Linked DNA regions of Sus scrofa: regions 1 and 2 are each linked to region 3. Evidence: chromatin contacts called from public Hi-C and HiChIP or PLAC-seq data. All regions are on one chromosome and are shown on one strand. The core of a region is the stretch at or near the end of the contact, and the rest is flanking DNA. Distances in the headings are between cores, read along the strand shown. Region 1 holds the start of MARVELD1 (a long non-coding RNA gene). Region 2 holds the start of PI4K2A (phosphatidylinositol 4-kinase type 2-alpha). Region 3 holds the start of ARHGAP19 (a long non-coding RNA gene).

Region 1 (4,302 bases), core at 1,721-4,220, 330 kb before region 3:
GTTATTACTGTCCCCCCCCACCCCCAACTTGCTCTCTGAATATAATCGCTTTAACTGTTAGAAAAGGAGGGGCCTCTGTTTTTGTTTTGTTTTGTTTTTTGTTTTTCTTTTTAGGGCCGAATGGAGTCATAGGGAGGTTGCCAAGCTAGGGGTCACATCAGAGCTACAGCTGCCGGTCACAGCCACAGCCACAGCCACACGGGATCTGAGCCGCGTCTTCAACCTACGCCAGAGCTCATGGCAACCTCAGATCATTAAACCACTGAGCGAGGCCAGGGATCGAACTTGCATCCCCATGGATACTAGTTGGGTTCATTTGCACTGAGCCACGACAGGAAGTCCCCCCAATTTTTTTTTTTTTTTTTTTTTTTTTTTGCTTTTGCTTTTTAGAGCCGAACCCGTGGCATGTGGAGGTTCCCAGGCTAGGGGTGAAATCGGAGCTACAGCTGCCAGCCTAAGCCACAGCCACAGCCACAGCAACACGGGATCCGAGCCGCGTCTGCAACCTACGCCACAGCTCATGGCAACACCAGATCCTTAACCTGCTGAGCGAGGCCGGGGATCGAACCCCCAACCTCATGGTTCCACGTTAGATTCGTTTCCCTGTGCCATGATGGGAACTCCTGGTTTTTTTGGTTGTTGTTTTTTGTTTGTTTAAGTCAAAGGGCAATGATCCCTCTAGAAAGCCAAGGTGCATCTTACCTTATCAGGCTGGGCCAGCTGTTCACTCCAGATCCAGAGTTTTCTTCTCTCTTTGATGTGACTCACTCCTGCCAGCTGCTCATGGTCAATGCTAGCATCTCTTACAGGTGATGTTCCTTTTGACTGGAACACCATCTGGAGAACTTGGCTTCATTTCCCAGATAATGTAAAGAAAGGTTCAAATCCACAGTTCCCAGGCTCTCACTGGTCTGGAGAGCAGCTATCTTCTCTTTCACAGAGGGGTTGTGGGGCTCCCTCTGCTAAGGGAACTCCCTGGGGAAAAGGAGTGCCCCCCATCTTCAAACAGACCGCAGCCAAAGGGTTGGGCCCCTTGGTGTCAAAGGAGAGCCCAGACAAAACAGAGCTGCTTGGAACCTTAAAGTGGGAAAAACTGGTCCTGGTCCAGATCCAGAGGTGAGTAACACTGGAAACTAAATTACTTGGGCTTCTTTTAGAGCAGGACTTCACAGAGCCTTTGCTATGCTAATGAGCATTGTGACTCTCCCAGAGGAGGAGAAAGCACCTTGACAAACCCTTTTGGCCTTGAAAATCTCTATTAGAGGGTAGCTCCCAAACCCGGATTCCTGGCAACAGCCACTGCTTTAAAGTAAACAGTGCTAGACTAGGAGTCCAAAGACGGGCTTCTAATCTTTTTTTTCTGGCAGCTCCCAAGAGCAATCTCTGAGTCTCCATCTATAAAAAGAAGGGGTGGGGCTCGCCTAACATTCATAGACGGTGGTGTGAGATCCCTAAAGGAAAAAGATATTGGCAAGTGGGGATGGAGCGGAAGCCTGTGAGAGGAAGGCCGGGAAGATGAGGCCAGAAATGCCAGTGGGCATTAGGACCTGGCCTCCGTGAACCCCGAGGACAAAGGCAGAACAGGCAAAGGAGAAAGAAGCCTCCAAAGGTGCAAGAATACATCCCTCGAGGCCCTTCCTATCCATCCTCACCTTTGCAGACGGGCCTCACCCCAAGACCTCAAAGCACAGAGGGATGGGCCTGGAAGGACTGCGCAGGATGCCCGCACGAGCCCAAGCTAAAACCACACCCGTCGCTCATCCCGGGACCAGTGGAGGCTCGTCCCCCGCTCCGCCTGCGGCGGCATGCCTGACTTTTTCAGCACGCGAGGTTGGAAGAGAGGCCAAAGCAAGGGGGTGCTCTTCTGAACGCGGGGCGGGAGGGAGGGGACCGTGGCGCCGCCAGTAGACTGGTTCCAATTTGGGAGCCACCCCCGGATCTACGCGGCTTCTGTCCACGTCTAGCTCTCGGCCGGGAAAGGGAAAAGGAACCGCGAGTCTTCGCCTCGGGGCGGCCCATCTGAGTGTGTGCGTCAGCCCCTCGGATGCAGCCCTGCCCCCGTCCCGGGAGACAACAAATCCCGCGTAGCTGACACGGATTCTGGGCGGCGGCGCTGCCGTCGGGCGGGATCTGCGATCAGGGCGCTGGGACGCGGGCGGCGGCGGGAATGAGGGGCGAGGGGAGGGTGCCGGGGCGCACGGGCGCGGGGCGGCGGCGGCGGGAAGGACGGGTCCACCGCCCCGCGGCGCGGCGGCCTCAAGCCACCTCCTGCTCGCCTTGGTAGTGGCGGCAGCAGCCATAGAGCGCCGAGAGCAGGTAGAGGCCGAGGCAGAGGCCGCCGCAGACCGCGGCCGCCAGGAAGGCGTGGTAGGCGCAGGACATCTGGTAATCCTTGAGGTTGCAGTAACTGTGGCTCTGCGTCTGGCTGATCATGATGCCCGTCGCGGCTCCGTAGAGCGCGGCCGCCAGCAGGTCGTGCGCCACGTTGACCACCAGCCAGCGCGAGCCGAGCACAGGCACCAGCTCGTGCTTGCCCAGCAGCGTGAGGAAGTAGAGGCCCAGGGTCAGCAGCCAGAAGAGCACCGACACGAAGAGCGCGAAATGCACCGGGCCCTGGTACCTGCTCGTGGCGATGGTGATCCAGAAGGCGGCGCCGGCCAGCAGCTGCAGCAGCCGCAGTACGCCCAGCGGGCCGCGCAGGAAGGCCCGCTGCAGGCTCACCGCGCCGCGGGCCGTGCGCGCCTGGGGCGGCGGCTGGCGCGGGGGCGGTGGAAGCATGGCCCCCGGGCGCGGTGGCGGCGGCGGCGGCGCCCCGAGCAGCGGAATGGCGACGTCTGGCTCGCGGGGGCAGCCCGGCCGACGTGCCCCTGCGCCCGCCCGGCCTCCTCGCTCCCCTCCGAGTCCTCCTCTCTTCCTCTGCCCTTCTCCCCACCCTTCCTCCCCGCAGCTCTCCTCTCTCTCTCTCTCTCAACTCCTCCTGCCCGCCCTCTCCCTTCCCCTCCTCCGTCTCCACCCCCACTCGCTCCTCCCGGCTTCCTGCCTTCTCTCTTTGGGCCTCGTCCCCACCCTGGTGCCCCCCTTTCCCGTTGGCGCCAAACTCCCATCTCGGATTCCTTCCTCCGCGGGGCAGGGCGGAGGGCACCCGCAGCCCCAGACGGCCGAGGGCCTTCCGCTCGGTCCGACTGGGCCAAGGTCGCCACATCTGCCCACGCTGCCGGCTCTGCCTCCCTGGCTCCGGTCCAGCCTCAGGGCGGAGAGCAGTCTTCTGGAGCTAGGAGAGGCCCCCCAGCCTTAAGCCCTTTTTTTCCCCACTGTCTCCTGCCCTGGGGCTCACTGGTGCCTCCTGGCCCTGCCGGGGCGCTGGAGGAAAGCAGTGCTTGCCTGAGCCCACATCTCTTCTCACCTGAACACTCGGAATATCCTCTCCTGCTAGTGCCCGCCTCAAACTTCTGTCCGAAGCGGGGCTCAGACTTTGACTCAGCCATGCCAGCTCCTCTGTCAGAGAAAAGGGCCATCTCCCTTTTGAGGCCCCACTGCCCCTCCCTCACCACAAAGGAAAGTCCTGTCCATCAATCCAACCTCTTTTCTGAACTTCCTAGCCATGGAGTATATTAAAACTAGGCTTCCCCGGAGTTCCTGTTGTGGCTCAATGGTAATGAATCTGACTAGTATCCATGAGGATGTGGGTTCCATCCCTGGCCTCGCTCCGTGGGTTAAGGATCTGGCTTTGCAGTGAGCTGTGTTGTAGGTCGCAGATGGGGTTCAGATTCCAGCTGCTGTGGATGTAGGCCAGCAGCTGCAGCTCCAATTGCACCCCTAGCCTAGAAAATTCCATATGCCACAGGTGCAGCCTGAAGGAAAACAAAAGGCTTCCCAGCATGACCAAGACATAAGCCCAGGTCTAAGAGACAGCAAAGCCCATGAACTTAACTACGAGGCAAAACGGCCTATAATGGAGCCTAGAAATGCTTTACATTATTATTATGACTGTGCTTGGCAGGAATTCTCATATAAGCCTCTACAACCCAGGAGATATATACAATTATTTTCCTCATCTTACGGGGGAGGACAACGAGACCTAGAGAGGTTAAAACCACTGGTTTCTTCCCTCCCCTTCCAATCCAACCCTTGGGCTCTGAGGCATCTTTCCGAAACACTGACCTCGTTGTATATACACGGGTTCCCCTACTATTTCTTTCTTCTCTGGGTGTGTTTTGCAACCTGGCCCCCACTGACTTCCAGTTTCTTCCACTTCCTTTTGTTATTCATGCTCACACCCAGCATGCCAACCCCACCAGACTC
Region 2 (4,404 bases), core at 416-2,915, 270 kb before region 3:
GAGCTGCAAAGTGACCATCCATCCTGGCCACTCAGCACCACCCATCTGACACACAGGGGAAATTTAAGAGAGCTCTGATACCCACCCTTCTAATAACTATAACAATAATATATTTTTCCAATAAACCATACTGGTCCAGCCGAGAACTTTAACAGGGAAGACTTGATATTTTTTTGACTCACTGATATTCCAAAGATACCTCTAGTTTGATCTAAATGCCTTAAATTCTTCTGCAATTATCAAAAGTATAAAAGTCACTTGTCAGCTGCCCTGATCGCTTCATGCCCCATTCCTTCCCATCCCCAACCTCCTTTAAATACATGCCAGTGATAAAACAGAGGTCAGCCAAACACTTCGCCTTCCTGAAAAAAGCAAACTTCTGAGTGTCCTAGGTAAAAAGTGAAGGTTAAAAGGTAGTTGATAGTCCCATGTTTCTCAAACTTCACATTCTAAACTGAGGAACCATAAAAGAGGATTTGAACAATTTCACAGAAGTGAGCAATGATCAGTACATATGAAACTGGTGAATCCACCCACTCTATCACCAACGTCTGCCAATAAGAGACCTGGGACGGTAGCAGGAGACATCTCCACAGCACAGAAAGATGGAAAAGAACCCTCAGAGCCCCTTATGGGTCACCCATTCTCCTCAATGCACAGCGACAACACTGGTTCTGTCCATAAAGAGAGAACGGGCTTAAATTTGTTAAGTCAGTGGACAAATAGCAGTCTCTATAGTTTAAAGCTCAGGAACCTAGTAGAAAGCAGCATTTCCCCGCGTTTCTGTCCAGAGGCCGATTGCCCCACCACACTGCCGGGCCCTTCGCCTGTATCTGGTCAATTTCCTCTTTTCATTTTCCGCTCCCTCCTCCCCTACCAAATAAGTTCTGATTTATTTCTTCATTCCGCAGAGCTTCTCCATCTCCAGTCCTCAATGGCACTCCAAAATCCTGCCAAGAGGCTCGGCACTATGAAGTTTATCCCTTTTGCAGCCTTTCAGCCCCCCTTCTCCCTATGGCTGTGCGAAGCCTCAAACTCGCCCGGCAGGCCCACCCTCCCCGAAGCCCGCGGCCTCGGTCCCCAGCCCGCTCTCACCCCCTGAGGGTCTTTGACGAAGTAGCTTCCGCTGGAGCCCTGGTAGATGCGCTCGGGGAAGATGCAGCGTTCTATGGCTAGCTCGGCCTGCCGCACCACCGCCTCGAACTCGGGGTCCTCCGGGAACTCGTTCCGCTCGCGGTGGGCCTGCGCGGCATGAGCCGCCGCCGCGGCCTGGGCGGCCAGGGCTTGGGCCTGTGCCGCCACGGTTTGGGTTTGACACTGGGCCGCCGCGCCCCGGGCCCGATCCAGCAGTGGCTGTCTTTCCCGGTCGTGGCCTGGTGAGCCCGGCGGAGAGGGGGCTGGGCCGGCCGCCGACGCCACGCGGACCGCGCCCCCCGGCACCTGCGGAAAGTGAGCGCCCGAGCTGGACGGGAAGGTGTAGTCCGGAGGTTGGGCCCGCTCGGGGGACACTAGTGGGCTCGTCTCGTCCATCCCTCAGGCCGCGGGCTCCGGGACCCGGTGCGCTCCACACAGCTGAGCTCCGGCCCGGACCAATCCGCGACACCCCCCAACCCGCGCCTGGCCAACCAGATTACGGTGCTTCTTGGCCCCGCCCCCACCCTCCCTGTTTACTTGGCGACGAGTAGGCACGACCCCTCGCGCGCAAACAGCAACCAATCAGAACCAGCGCCTACGCAATCGCGGCCTCCGCAGTTTTCGCCCGTCACCTTCTGTGAAGATTGCGCATGCTCCAAGAGTCAGCGGCGGGTCAGACACGCCCTCTGCTTTTTCGATCCTACTCTGCACTTAACTTCCGATTGCCTGCGCCTGTTTGGGAACCTTCAATAAAGCCGCCTACCTCATCAGTCAGTCTACTTGAGTGCCTATTATGAACGAGCTGAGAGACTGGAGAACTCTTGATCTGGAGTCGTTGCATCGTGCACTCATTCATTAAATATGTATTGAGCACCTCCTGTTTGCTGGAGAGACAGAAGAGAAGCAAAGAAACAAAAATTTCTACCTAAATAAAAAGTTTTTTTTTTTTTTTTAACTCTAGTCTTCATGTAGCTTACACACTGCCTGACCCAATGCTTAGAGCATATTTTTTTGGTTTTTTTCCTTTTTGTACTTTGAAGGCTGCCCCCGCAGCATATGGAGGTTCCCAGGCTAGGGATCCAATCGGAGCTGTAGCCGATGGCCTACGCCATAGCCGCAGAAACGCCAGATCCGAGCAGCGTCTGCGACCTACACCACAGCTCACCACAGCGCGGGATTCTTAACCCACTGATGGAGGCCAGATATCGAACCCGCGCGTCCTCATGAATGCTAGTCGGGTTCGTTGACCGCTGAGCCACCGTGGGAACTCCTAGAGCATATTTGTTAATTGAAGAAAGGTATGGTCCCATGAGACTAAAAAATTCCAGGAGTTCCTGTCGTGGCGCAGTGGTTAATGAATTCGACTAGGAACCATGAGGTTGCAGGTTCGATCCCTGGCCTTGCTCAGTGGGTTAAGGATCTGGCATTGTCATGAGGTGTGGTGTAGGTCGAAGACGCGGCTCGGATCCCTCATTGCTGTGGCTCTGGCGTAGGCCGGTGGCTACAGCTCCAATTAGACCCCTAGACTGGGAACCTCCATATGCTGCAGGAGCGGCCCTAGAAAAGGCAAAAAGAAAAAAAAAAAGAGTCCATGACCTTTTTTTCATCACTGTAAAACCTCAGTGTCTAAATGTACAGTGGGTGCTCAGTACATTTTTGTTAGTGGAAAAGAGGACCATGTAGTCCCTGCCCACAAGCTGAAGACACACAGCTCTCTGAGGCCTAGAAGAAAAAGAGCCGATATTGAGAGCTGGAAACTCCATATTAAAAGTTCAGTGACTTGGAGGTTGGTTGGAGAGTCAGCGAGGGCCTCAAGTTCAGCGTGTGCTGTGAGTTGTCTTAAAGGAGGAATGTAATTAGGTCACTGGAGGGCACAGTTACCCATGAAAAATTAGTCAGTATTCAATCTAAGAAAGAAATGGAATATTTTATTCAAAACAAACCTGAGGATTATAACGTGGGGGACAGTCTCTCAGAGAGGTCTGAGAACTGTCCTGAAGAGGTGAGGGGAGGTCAGTATATATGTGATTTTGAGGAATAGGTACTACAATCAAGCATACATCTTGGTAGAAGGTTATTGCTATTCACAAGCAACAGATACCTAGTTAACAGTTTTAGTGCTTTTCTAAGTATGGGAAGATGCAAAAAACAGGTTCCTAAAATTTCTCCTGGAAATATCTAACTAAGGGCTGTGAGTTTTCTCAGAGCACAAAGTGCCTCATCCTGATCTTCACCCTGAATTCCTTTCAATGTACTGTAGGCCAATAACTTGCAGTGGCTGATGACTTGATGCTTGTAGAACTGGATATGAGCAACATTCTTTGCTTTACAATCCCTGCTTTTTGGTCTTAATTTCAGCTAAAGTTTGAGAGGCATTTCGTGACTAATTTGCCTCATGGCACCAGGTTGGGTGAGGACTTCACTAACAGACCATTCAATCTGCTATTACTGTAGGTAATCAGCCAAGACCTACTGTATAGCACAGGGAACTATACTCAATATTTGGTAATAACAATAAGGGAATAGAATCTGAAAAAGTATAAATATATACACACACACACATACACACACACACACATATATATATCCTGAATCACTTTGCTGTACACCTGAAACTAACACGACCTTGTAAGTCAACTGTACTTATGGGAAAAAAAAAAAAAAAAAAAAAAAAAGGACTCGGGAGACAATCTGAATAGGGTCTATTGGCCAAAGATGAGATGGCCTGAGCATTAATAAAGATAATAAATGTAGGCGTTCCCGTCGTGGCACAGTGGTTAACGAATCCGACTAGGAACCATGAGGTTGCGGGTTCGATCTCTGGCCTTGCTCAGTGGGTTAAGGATCCAGCATTGCTGTGAGCCGAGGTGTAGATCAAAGACGCGGCTCAGATCCCGAGTTGCTGTGGCTCTGGCGTAGGCCAGCAGCAACAGCTCTGATTCGACCCCTAGCCTGGGAACCTCCATATGCCTCATGAGGGGCCCTAGAAAAAAGACCAAAAAAAAAAAAAAGGTAATAAATGTAACAGAATTGAAAAAAATGTGCTTTAACTGGACTAGACCCTGTTAACTATAGCCAAAAGCCTCTGGACTATCTGTCTTATTAGTCTGTTACCATCCAGGAAATGGTTCTTTTTTGTTGTCTTTTCCCATATCTAGAATTGCACTGTTACGTCACTGATCTTATAGGACTGTATGTTTGGTCAATCATTTCAAGTCGCCTAGTCATCATTAGTTTTATTGGTGGCTCGGTCACACATTTGATAATGCA
Region 3 (4,540 bases), core at 474-2,973:
AAGTGGATCAGGAACCAGCCCTAGAAAGGTAAATCAAGGAACTGAGGTCATCCCCCTTCGTTCAGGTGCTCGGCGACCCTGAGAATCGTGGGCTGTGGCGACATGGTCGCTGGGCCAGAGGACCCCGAGAGGCTGCGTGGAACTGCACGCCGTGCCACCAGGACTGGTCACGCCATATAAGGAGTCCTATTGACTGTGAGCTTGGAGTGGGCTCTGTAAATTGCCTTAAGTTGGACCAACTAAATCCTACTTTTCAACCATATCTGGCCCTTCGACCTCAGTTCCCCGCGAAAATATTCGCTATTTTTCGATTCCTCGTCTTCACGAGTTATCTCCCCGCTTTCAAAAGCGCGAGTTCGCCAGTCAGAGTAGGGATGCAGCCCTCAGGGGAACCCCTTGCCCTCCAGGCAAAGGCTGGCGCTGAGGCCACACCCGGGCTGTTAGCTGCCGGGGACTAGAACGCCGTCGCCAGTTCTGAGCTGTGTCCTCCTCCCGGACGCGCCAGGGTCGCTGCAGGCCGCGCGAGGGCTGCGGGGCGAAGGGGGCTCATGCACCGGGGCCGACAGAGGGCCAAGGAGCGGGCGTTGGGGAAGCTTTGCGTGTAACTGCAGCCGTCGCGAATGAAGCCTCCGCACCGCCTCCTTGATGAGATTCCCCGAGAGTACGAGCTGCTGCAGAAGCCGGTGCGGGTCATCATCGCCGGTGCGAGCTTGAGGCTGGGGCCCACGTCGCTGCTGCAGGCGGCGGGAGGCGGCGGCACCCCGCAGCCATCCTCGCCGGCGTGGGCCCGACAGCGGCTGCGGGGCACCCCGCTTGACCGCTCCTGAGGGTCCATCAAGGCTAAGCTGAGTGGGCAATGGGGACAGAGCGCTGGGGCCTGTGGCAAGCTCGGCCACAAAGTAGGGAGCAGTCCGGCCCCGCACGCGGCCGCGATCCCCGAGGGGGCAGCGCAGGGCCCCCGGGGGCGCCGGGCCCCCAGCCTCCGCCGACCCGGGCGGCAGAAGCGGCGGCAGAGCTGTGGCCAGGGCCTTCTCCGCTCTCACGGCTGCCAGGGGCCGCGGGGGCTGCAGCGGCGGTCCCGGGGGAGCGCCCGGGGAGGCAGGGCGGTCCTGTGCGGCGTCCAGCTGCAGCGTCTCGCCGATCTGGGCCACCAGCCGGTCCACCTCGCCCGAGCCGCCCAGCGTCACCGACTGTTCCAGTAGGAGGACGCTGTCCTCCTCCTCCTCCTCCTCCTCCTCTTCCTCGCCGGCTTCCTCTTCCTCCTCTCTCCGGCACGGCATGGTCCCCCGCGCGGGCACCCGGAGCTCTGCCGGCGTCGCTGGGGATTCGACTGCCAGTAGGGTTCGGTGGGCCGCGGCAGCGAGGGGAGCAGTGCTGCGATCGGAGCCGGGGCTGGGGAAGACGCTGAAGCTGGAGCCCGCTGGGTACTCTCGCCGCGCGCCTGCAGCCGCGGGAGCCGGAATCCTACCGGCTCCGGTTGATTTGTAAACAATGGGTGACGTAGCCGCCGGGCTCTACCACCGAGCAGCTGCGGGGGTGCGCCGTGCCAGTTGGGGGCGGAGCGCCCACTGGGCAGGGGCACAGGGGAAGCCTTGGTACCCCTGAGCTCCACAGCCCTGAATTCTGCCTGCGGCGGGCACTGGGGAGCAGGTCTTCGCTCTCTTAACCGGACGTGATTGGCATTGCCAGAAGATGGACACCAGCGTGGACTCCGTTGGTTTCTTCCACACACACTAGCACTAGCACATACACTTACACCCACACACCTACACACTTCTCTAGGCTCGTCGACTCTTCCAGTTTTGGCATTTGCGCCTTTGAGGTCCGAGATGCCAGCGTTTGGGAAGTGATGGCGAGGCAAGTGAGGCGAGTGGTGGCCAGGAGAGGCGTCAGGTTAGAGATCTGTCTGGAGATGAGGGAAAAGAGGCTGACGGAGAGGTCGAAGGACCCTGTGATACGATGGCGGTGGCGGATTGGGAATTGGCAGAGAAAGCCCCGTGATTCATGCTTTTTCCATCGGGAGCATGGGTATGTGGGGACCTGAACTGGAGCTGTCATTACTGAAGAGGAGGTTGCTCGTCTTGGGAGAAGCTGTGGGCTAGAAAGTTCTTTTAAGAAGAATGCCTCAGCCCAGTAGGGGAGTCTCCTTTCTGAGGGGGAGTAGGAGAGGAAACGGTCAGTTCTTTGGATGGAAATAGAGGTTACGGCCACCGTAACCCTTCAAGGTACCGTGGTTGGCTTAATGAGTAACCAAGATTTCATTTTTTAAAAGAAAGAGGGGTGGAAAATGATCCTTTACCGTCGTATTGCCTGGAGGTTTATGCAAAATCCCAAGTCCCTCAAGCCTAACTTGCACATTACACTTACATGTAGACCATTGGTGGACCAGCCTTTTACAGGAGAGGGATAGTGTCAAGGTGATGGAAATATTCTAAAACTGTGATGGTTGCACAACTTGGTAAATTTATTAAAAATTAAAATGAGGGAATTTTATGATGTAAGTTATATGTTAATAAAGCTGTTTTAACAGTTAGCCACAGGAATTCCCTTGTAGTGCAGTGGGGTAAGGATCCAGCCTCGTCACTGAAGCCACTTGGGTCACTGCTGTGGAACCAGTTAGATCCCTGGCTCCTGGGAACTTAGCCAGGGAATTTACGCATGCCTATTGCCAATTGTGGCCAAAAAAACAACAGAGCAAAACTATTAGCCAGAAAACACTGCACACACAAACACAGAAACCAGGCAGTAGAGAGCTACTTTAAAATATGGAGCAGGAAGAGTTCTCCTTGTGGTTCAGCAGGTTAAGAACCTGACTAATATCCTTGAGGATGTGGGTTTGATCCCTGCCTCACTCAGTGGGTTAAGAATCCTGTCTTGCTGCAGGCTGCTTTGTAGGCAGTAGGTGCCACTGGGATCCAAGTTGCTGTGACTGTGGTGTAGGCCAGCAGCTGCAGCTCCTATTCAACCCCTAGGCCCCCTAGCTTGAGAACTTCCATAAGCCCAGGTGTGGCCTTAAAAATAAAAAAATAAAAAAAAATATGGAGCAGGAGAGTAACATGATTTAGTAAGAGACTGGAGCCTAGAGATCCAGATAAATAGAAATAAGGGTCTTGTTGATCAGTTCCAAGCTGATATATGAGCAAGCTTTTAGAGAAGGATGGGATAGCGGGAAATTGTTAAAATGGATGTCTTATTTTATTCTAATTGCTCTGGTTAAAGCCTCTAGAACAACACCGAATAGCAGTGGTGAGGGCAGACATTCTTGTCTTTTTCCTGATCTTTTTGTTTGTTTGTTTGTTTTGTTGTTGTTGTCTTTTTGCCTTTTCTAGGGCCGTACCCGCAGCATATGGAGCTTCCTAGGCTAAGGGTCTAATTGGAGCTGTAGCCGCCGGCCTACGCCAGAGCCACAGCAACACGGGATCCGAGCCACGCCTGTGACCTACACCACAGCTCATAGCAACACCTGGTCCTTAACCCACTGAGCAGGGCCAGGAATCAAACCTGCAACCTCATGGTTCCTAGTCAGATTCTTTAACCACTCTGCCACTATGGGAACTTCATCTTTTCCCTGATCTTGAATAAAAGCAATTAGTTTTTCATTATTAAATATGATGTTTGCTCTGGGTTTTCACAGATGACATTTCTCAGATTTGGGATATTCCCTTCTTTGCCTGGTTTGTTGAGGCTTTGTTATTTTATTTTATTTTATTTTATTTTATTTTATTTTATTTTATTTTATTTTATTTTATTTTATTTTATATTTTGCTGTTTAGGGCCAAACTTACAGCATATGGAGGTTCCCAGGCTAGGGGTCTAATTGGAGCAGCAGCCTGTGGCCTATGCCACAGCCACAGCAACGCTAGATCCCAACTGTGTCTGTGACCTTCACAGCAGCTCACAGCAGCACCGGATCCTTAACCAACTGAGTGAGGCCAGGGATCAAACCTGCAACCTCATGGTTCCTAGTTGGATTCCTTAACCACTGAGCCACAACGGGAACTCCAAGGGGCAATTACTTTTGTGACTTCTTTGAAAACCTCCCAGGACCTGGGGGGCTCTGGGCTGACTCTGGGGAAGGAAGGGAGGAAGTGTACATGCACCCTGCTGACCTCTTGCCTAATGCCTGACAGGGCAGTTGCGCAGATTCATACTCCCGTGAAAAGCTGTAGACAGTCTGCTGTGGGCTGACTGAATTCTTGCCCACTGTGGAGGATTTCAAACTTTATGGCAGGGATGAGGCCTGCCACTGTTTTAGAGGCAAGCGGCATCCCTGAGCATGGGCCTCGGAATCGCAAAACAGACACAGGCTTGGCCCTTTACCACTCCCTCCATTGTCTCCCAGCTCCCAGGCAGGGAGGCTCTAGGAACTGGGTGGGTTGGGAAGGATGGATTTGGACTGAGAGAATTTAAGAGATTAGGGGATTCACAGTGAGATGCAGAGATGCTAATGAGTTATTAAATACCTCTCAGTAGAGTAGTAGCTGAGGAAGCTGGAAATACCACCATACCGCCTGGAAGGCAGACATTGAAAATGTCTTAG

The links. Hi-C and Micro-C count contacts between places; a contact is called where the count stands out from the background. HiChIP or PLAC-seq counts read pairs in DNA pulled down with a chosen protein or histone mark.
Region 1: a contact with region 3 is called in an H3K27ac HiChIP or PLAC-seq map of alveolar macrophages. The contact joins the promoter of MARVELD1 here to the promoter of ARHGAP19 in region 3. A contact is called at or near these places in 2 of 2 datasets of contacts at active chromatin or transcription factors (alveolar macrophages and skeletal muscle).
Region 2: a contact with region 3 is called in a Hi-C map of heart right ventricle, with 2.5 times the contacts expected there. The contact joins the promoter of PI4K2A here to the promoter of ARHGAP19 in region 3. A contact is called at or near these places in 1 of 5 promoter capture datasets (liver), 1 of 47 Hi-C or Micro-C datasets (heart right ventricle) and 1 of 2 datasets of contacts at active chromatin or transcription factors (alveolar macrophages).

Annotation. Positions count from the first base shown.
Region 1 is chr14:109,067,862-109,072,163 of Sscrofa11.1, reverse strand. MARVELD1 (a long non-coding RNA gene) reads right to left here and starts at 2,970. Exons shown (of 3, transcript XR_002338495.1): 1 at 703-2,970.
Region 2 is chr14:109,005,404-109,009,807 of Sscrofa11.1, reverse strand. It overlaps PI4K2A (phosphatidylinositol 4-kinase type 2-alpha), which reads right to left and starts at 1,665. Exons shown (of 9, transcript XM_001929034.6): 1 at 1,096-1,665. The coding sequence starts at 1,530.
Region 3 is chr14:108,736,281-108,740,820 of Sscrofa11.1, reverse strand. ARHGAP19 (a long non-coding RNA gene) reads left to right here and starts at 1,723. Exons shown (of 11, transcript XR_002338335.1): 1 at 1,723-2,028. FRAT1 (proto-oncogene FRAT1) reads right to left here and starts at 1,582. Exons shown (of 1, transcript XM_021072328.1): 1 at 1-1,582. The coding sequence starts at 1,280. The coding sequence ends at 441.